Regions from separate parts of the Sus scrofa genome. Here region 1 is linked to region 2. The links are chromatin contacts, called in public Hi-C maps. All regions are on one chromosome and are shown on one strand. Each heading gives the region's core, a stretch centred on a gene start, on an enhancer-like site or on the middle of the called end of the contact. The rest is flanking DNA. Distances are from core to core; before and after follow the strand shown.

Evidence for each region. Hi-C and Micro-C count contacts between places; a contact is called where the count stands out from the background.
Region 1: a contact with region 2 is called in a Hi-C map of skeletal muscle, with 5 times the contacts expected there. The contact joins two enhancer-like sites. A contact is called at or near these places in 1 of 5 promoter capture datasets (liver), 22 of 47 Hi-C or Micro-C datasets (adipose tissue, alveolar macrophages, blood and 10 more) and 2 of 2 datasets of contacts at active chromatin or transcription factors (alveolar macrophages and skeletal muscle).

What each region holds. Positions count from the first base shown.
Region 1 is chr9:20,637,794-20,641,638 of Sscrofa11.1, forward strand. No RefSeq gene overlaps it. Among named protein-coding and RNA genes, the nearest start is that of PRSS23, 36 kb to the left of the region's middle. Within about 2 kb of position 1,263, at least 2 of the 83 cell types and tissues checked have an H3K27ac peak or open chromatin away from gene starts, as enhancers often do. A contact at or near this core is called in skeletal muscle, where this site is marked.
Region 2 is chr9:20,325,483-20,328,965 of Sscrofa11.1, forward strand. The region is part of intron 7 of ME3 (malic enzyme 3); the gene reads right to left. Among named protein-coding and RNA genes, the nearest start is that of CCDC81, 100 kb to the left of the region's middle. Within about 2 kb of position 1,424, at least 9 of the 83 cell types and tissues checked have an H3K27ac peak or open chromatin away from gene starts, as enhancers often do. A contact at or near this core is called in skeletal muscle, where this site is marked.

The sequences.
Region 1 (3,845 bases), core at 13-2,512, 310 kb after region 2:
AGCTGCCAGAAATGAGAGTGCCTGGTTTCAGGAATTGTTGAAAACACCCCCTGACTGATGGAAACCAGCCTAATTGTGGGCTTCTCGCTTCAGAGAGCCACCAGGTTTTATTATTTAGTTAAAATATTTATAAGATGATTTCTGAGCTCAGATCATTCCTTTTAAAAGGAAAGGAGGAGGAGGGAAGGGAAGACGTTGAGAGATTTTTCAAGCTTGACTTGGCATGGCTGCTGCTCTCAGTGGCAGCCTGTATCTTTGCCAAGTCGAAAGAAATGAGCTGCTAAGATATGGGTTTGTTCTTAAATAAGTATGGCAGATCCGTATTTACATTTCTTAGCTCTAGTACCCAATGCCCTGGCCCTCCAGACTCCTCGTAGGCACTGGCATTAATCCAGCACCTACATTACAGCCCCACTGCAATGCCAAGCAGGGTTTTGCCCTGAATGATTTATTTCTGAGTCCTCTCTCCATGACGGAAAGCGGGGAAGCAGGGCTGTAGCGGAAAATGCAAAGGGAGGGAGTTCTCCGAGGATGGCCTAGCAGGTTGCGGCTCCTGCGTTCTCACCACTGTGGCTCTGGCTGCTGCTGTGTGGCACAGGTTCAATCCTCAGCCCAGGAATCCCCACATATGCCTGTGTGGCAAAAAAGAAAAAAAAAAAAAAACAAAAAAACCCCCAAGAGAACCTGAAATAAACGTTGCAACTCTCATTTAAAAAAAGAAAAAAAGTGCAAAGGGATTGAGCATGAGCTCTGTGTCACCTCCAGATTAAAGGAGGCTAAAGAAGTGACACTAACGGCCATGCCGAATCCGGGAACAGCGTCTCACAAGGATGGGGGAGGCGCCCCACCAATGGATGTCAGGGGGCCATTGGTGAAACCTGAACCAGGATTCTAATTTATAGCATTGCAGCAATGTGCGTTTACTTATTAATTGATAGAGAATATCCTTGTTCCTAGAAAAAGTGCCCTGAAGTATTTAGGGGGGAATCGGATCTAATTGTTATTACAATGATAATAATGAGGATAATAAAGGTTCTTGTAAGAAAGTGGACTCCGACCTGCCAGAGGCCGGGACAGGGTGGTGGAACCTCTCTTTGTGTCTAGATTCTCACCCCAGAGCCTTCTGTGTCAACAACTGCCAGAGAGCGAAACCTCAGCAGGTCCTAATACCTTTCGTGTCCTAACTTGCTGATGAGGAGAGCGGGCTGGGCTATTCCAGGACTTGAGGAGTGGTGGCCAGGAACTCAGATGTTCCAGAAGGTCAAGGTAGGTCATTGGCCCTAACAAGGCAGGATGATCAATCAATGCCAGGGACTCTTCTGGGAGTGGAGCGCCAAGACGGGCCATTTTAGGCAGCACCTGTAAGGCAGTAACAATTCGGAGCCCTCAGTATTTCCATGGAAAAAGCCTGGCCAACTTGCCCTGTTTAAAAGAGAGGGGCACAGAGTTTCTGTCAGGGCACAGTGGAGACGAATCCAACTAGGAACCATGAGGTTGTAGGTTCGATCCCTGCCTTGCTCAGTGGGTTACAGATCCGGCATTGCCATGAGCTGTGGTGTGGGTCGCGGATGTTGCTTGGATCTCATGTTGCCGTGGCTGTGGTGTAGGCTGGCAGCTTCAGCTCTGATTGGACCCCTAGCCTGGGAACCTCCATGTGCTGTGGGTGCAGCCCTAAAAAGACAAAAAAAAAAAAAAGAGAGAGAGAGAGAGAGGGACATACAGCAACTAACCTTTCATATAACCCATGGCCATTGTGGTGGTTAATGTGCCAACTTCACTAGGCTAAGAGATGCACAGCTGGCAGGTATGAGGTGATTTCTAGGTGTGTCTGTTTCTAGAAGAGATCAGCATTTGAATGAGTAGACTGAGTAAAAATGATTTCCATCATCTAGGCAGGCGGGCATCCTCCAATCCTCTGAGGGCCTAAATAGAACAGCAGGCAGAGGGAGGGTGAGTCTGACCCCTGCTTGACAGGACGTCCACCTTCTCCTGCCCTCAGAGCTCCCTGTTTGCAGGACGTGGCTTAGGCCTGGAATGACACTCTGGGCCTCCAGCTTGCAGGGTGTAGACTGGGGGACTTCTCAGCCTCCATGTCACATGAGCCAAATCCTCATAAGAAATTTGTATTACAGACAATCTATTGGCTTTACCTCTATGGAGACCCCTGACAGCTGTGATGCTAAATACGTCACATGCATATTGCTTAATCTTCACGACCTCTGTTCTACAGATGAGGGGACAGAGGCACAGAGCAATTCAGTAACTCATTCAAGTTCACAGAGCCAGAGGGTAGCAGAATAGGGTTATAACCCAATTGTGAACTCCTACTTCTAGTGACTTTTTTTTTTTTTTGGCTTTGTAGGGCCACCCCTGTGGCATATGGAAATTCCCAGGCTAGGGGTTGAATCAGAGCTGCAGCTACCAGCCTACACCACAGTCACAGCAATGCCAGATCCAAACCGCATCTGCAACCTACACTGCAGCTCACAGCAACATGAGATCCTTAACCCACTAAGTGAGGCCAGGGATCGAACCCATATCCTCACAGATACGATGTCAGGTCCTTAACCCACTGAGCCACAATGGGAACTCCCATCCCTCTAGTGATTCTAGGTGCAGTGAAAAGCAAGAAGAAGTCAAAGGTATATTTGAGAAATGGCCTTCAGGTACCATGGCAGGGAACCTGAGAGTCCTTGGAATAAAAACAGAGCTGTGATTTCCCTTGTGACTTTGAAGATTGTCTAGCGCTGAAGCTGGCACACCAAGTCCACAGTGACAGTGTCCCACTGGAAGGAAACAAACCCCAAACACTGGCTGAGACACCAGTGTGGTCACTGCCCGGAGCACATCCAAGCCAAGAGAGTAAACAGGAGCTTGGGCGAGTCCTTTGCTGTGAAAGACAGTGACTGCTTTGTCAAAAGCACGAGGTCACACTCTCCCACTCCCTGCCCTCTGAGAGCTGAGGAGGTGCACTCATCTGCTGGCGCCCAGCTGGATGGCCAAAGACGTCAATCATGAGGGAGCTCTCGTCATCTCTCAGATGGCCAGCACTAAGCTACTATCCATCCATTTATGAATACATTCACCAAGCATTTATAGGCTGCCCAGTGGGTGTCAGACAATGAGACAGGTGCTGGCAGGAAGTACAGCAATACCTAAACTGGGCCTTTGTGGGGCATTCCTGCTGTGGCTCAGTGGGTTAAGGACCTGACATAGTGTCCATGAGGATGCGTGTTCGATCCCTGGCCTCCATTGGTAGGTTAAGGAGCCAGTGTTGCCATAAGGTGAAGTACAGGTTGCAGATGAGGCTTGGATCTGGTGTTTCTGTGGCTGGGGTGTAGGCCAGTAGCTGCCACTCACATTCGACCCCTAGCCTGGGAACTTCCATATGCTGCGGGTACGGCCCTAGAAAAAGACAAAAGACAAAAAAAAAAAAAAAAGAAAAAGAAAAAAAGAAAACATTTCTATAAAAGAACTGCATCGTATTCCTTTTTTTTGGCCATGCCTACTGCATGCCAAAGTTCCCAGACTAGAGATCAAACTTCCCAGACTAGAGATCAAACTTGCACCATAGCAGCAACAACATCAGATCCTTAACCCACCGAGCCACTAGGGAACTCCCTGGACTGTATTCTTTAAAAACATCAATATCAAGACAGACAAAGGGAGGCTGAGGAGTTTTCTTATATAAAGACACTAAAGCGACAAACACAATACTGGTCCTGGGCTGAAGGAGAGAAATGCCATAAATGATACCACTGGGACAACTGACAGAGCTGGAGTCTAGACCATAAATTAAATAATATAAATGGAATATAAACTGTAGAACGTGTTGTATACATGTC
Region 2 (3,483 bases), core at 174-2,673:
TTCTCTAGGCTGCCTTGCTATTCTGGGCATATCTCTGCTAGGATATGTCATATTATATCACAATTATTTATTAACATTCCTGCTGGGCACGCTCATGAAGAGTAGAGGAGACATGCAGCTCAGCAGAGAGGAAGAGGGCGTTCAGGTCATGGGGTTGCGTATGGGTTTGGGGCAGAGGATGTGCACTGAGCAGGGAACAAGGCCAAGGACAGAACCTAGGGGGCCCACCTGCGTCCAGGGGCCAGAGAGGGGAGAAAGAAGAGAATCCAGCCAAGGAAATGAGCAGGGGGACGGGCCAGGTGGAAGACTGACCAGCAGAGTGGCTGCCACAGGAGCTGTACGATGGGCTGTGGTCAGTGTCAGATGCGGGGCAAGGTTAACGAAACCTGGGACCCGGAAGTGCTGGGGGGCCGGCGCCCGGAAGAGCCTTCAGGAACTTCCAGAGCACTTCCGGTGGTGTGGTGGGGAGGGAACCATTCGGCAGGGGTTTAAAGAAGAGGCTTGGCTATGACGTAGGGTGATAGCCATTGGTGGATGGATTCATTTTTGGTGCAAATATGCACGTGGAACAGAGGAGCCAGTATGGAGGGAGATGAGAGGCGTCACGACAGGGGATGGAGGTTCTGGGGAGTCAGAAGGAGGCAGGAGCCAGAGTCCAGTTACAGTGTGAGATGACGTGGTTCTTCCTTCTGGGACATCACAGCCTGGTGGAGGGACGGACATGAAGCCCTGGCACCACAGGGCCACCAGAGATGGGAGAGGGAGCAGTTGGTTACTCAGGGGCAGGGACCGGAAGTGGGGGCTGTCACTAGGACGACAGGGAAAGTACGCAGTCGGCGAGGAAACTGGAAACCGTTGACTGGAGAAAGCGGGAATGTGGCCCCTGAGGAGAGAGAGATCCCAATGGAACGGGGCATAAGGAATGAGGTCCTTCAAAGACATGAAGGCCCCTTCTGTGGACCTGGAATTAGGAAGACTTACTTAATGAGGCCTTGAGGGAAAAAAGCAGAGCCAACAGGTGGAAGTCAGAAGGACAGAGAGATTCCAGTGCCCTATAAGGCAGAGATGCAAAGACTGGCTGCTAAGAGGCTGTCCCTGGATGTGATTCCATGGTCCCACTTGGCACTGAGGTTGTGGAAGGGAGTCCAGCCGCGGTGGGGTGGGGAGCGGACCTCCGAGGCCCTTCCCCTCCCAGGTCCCACACCGGGAGATTCCCCTGGTGTTTCCCGGGCCCTGCAGCCAGACTGGCGGGCTCCTGGCACTGCCATTCTGGCCTGATGGGGGGGAAAACTCCCATTGGGTAATAAGACAGTCACAGGAAGCAGCAATTTCTAAGCAAAAGTACCAGAATAATGCAGCTGTTCCTCAGCCACCGCTCTGATGGCAAGCCCAGGCCAGACAGAAAACACTTCAGGAACAGTTTGGATTTCCTTCTCAATTTCCCTGTTTGTCTGAGTTCCTGGGAAAACACGCAAATGGCGCCAGAAATCCCAGAGCGGGGACAAGGATGGTGGCTGATCTGTTGACCTCTGGACCTCTCCAAGGTCAGAAGCCAGTACTGATATTTTCCTCCAGGACACAGCAGCTCACTCCCCAACCTTCGGTTCTTCAAGCTGGTGCACTTTCCCCAGCCACCAGCCCTTTCTTTGGCTGACTTGGGGCACAGGATTAAGGCCAGCTCTGATCTGCCCACAGATTTAGTTGTCACAGAGTCACTGATGTCGCCATGAAGATCCTGTGATTAGTCTGGCCCGTTCTGACCTCTGCATTCAGGTGAACTACCGTAGCATTTGTATCGGAGTGTTTGCCATACAGTCATCTCTTGGACTTCCTCAGCGTCCAAACTGCCCCTCTCCTGGGGAACTCACTGAATTCTCCCTTGAATGACAACAGTCTGGCTGGAAGACAATAAGGCTGGAAAACCTAGTCCTTGCTTGCGGGCTTTGGGACCCAAGTGAGGCCAAGTCAGGGAGCGAAAAAAGAAAAGATGAAGCTACATCAGCGGAGAGACAAGATCAAAGCCGAGAGGAGGCAGGGTCCTCGAGGGCAGGGGAGATGTCTGACTTAGCACGTGGGACACGGACAGCTGAGGAAGGAGCTTTAACCAAGCCCCTTTCCTAGCCCCTGCTCTGGACAAATCCACTTCAGACACCCAAGTTGGAAGAACAAACAAACCTGCTGCCGTATGCCCAGGGCCCTGCGCTTGCCCGGCTCAGCCAGCCTAGGTGAACAAACGCAAGCATGAAAGTGTGCCTGCTAGAGCAGAGCCCCTCCACGGGGGTGGCCAGTCACACAGCCCATGTGACATCCTTGTCCCCTAGGAGCCCCAGGTTCCTCTTCTAGAGGCACTGCAGCTAAGTATCTTTGTATCACAATAGCTCAGGCCCTTTCCTTTATCCCAAGGATGAGGATGCAAGTTAAGACAAAGGAGGAGGGCCAGCCTGGGAGAGCAGGCAGCAGAGGCTGGAGTAAACCACCTCCGATTTTGAAGTCAGACAGGTTTGGGGCAAGTCCAGACTTCCATTTTTAGCTGGGTGATTTTGGACAAGTTACTTAACGTTTCTGAGCCTCAGTTTCTTTACTCCTAAGGGTTGTTGTGATAGAGCACCCAGCACAGAGCAGGTTCTTTGTAAAGGTGAGTTGCTGGCTCTTTCCTGGGAAGAAGGCCATGACTTTTCTTTTCTTTTAACATGGCTGCAACTGCAGCATAGGGAAGTCCCTGGGCCAAATCGGAGCTGCACCTGGGGCCTACGCCACAGCCATAGCAATAGCAATAGCAGTGACATATCCAAGCAACATCTGTGACCTATGCTGCAGCTTGCAGCAATGCCAGACCTTTAACCCACAGAGTGAGGCCAGGGATCAAACCCATATCCTCACAGAGACAGCACTGAGTCCTAAACCCACTGAGCCACAGTGGGAACTCCAAGCCATAACTTGCAAATCCGGTGGTGGTCAAAGGCCTACATGCCCTAGGCCTCTGACCCCTGCAGGTGGGGCCATTAACTAGGCAGATGGTACATCTACAGAAGCTCAGCTGTAATTATTTAGGCTTATTTCTATTTTTCCCAGTCTACTCTGAGCTTCTTGAGAGCTTATTTCTGACTTATTGCTATGTTCAATAAATATCTGTCAATGAATGAATGAATTTATGGGTGGATATCTGATAAATACATGAATAATTGGAATGCTGCTTTAAACTGTTTTCTCATTATTTTATATTTGTCCATATTACAATCTCAAGGGAAAACTGAACTTTAGGACAGGTTTTTTTCTTTGTATTGGCTGCACTCTGGAGCACAGAGAAAGCACAGGATGAATACAGGCTGGGTGGAAACTTGGAAGAGAGTTCACAAATTATGTGAATGACAGCAAACAACTGGGTAAGTTTCCCTTAACTTCCCACTGAGTTACCACTGACTGCAGGGAAATAATTTTCTCTCCAGGCCTCAGTTTCCCCACCTGTAAAGGGATGGAGTTGGG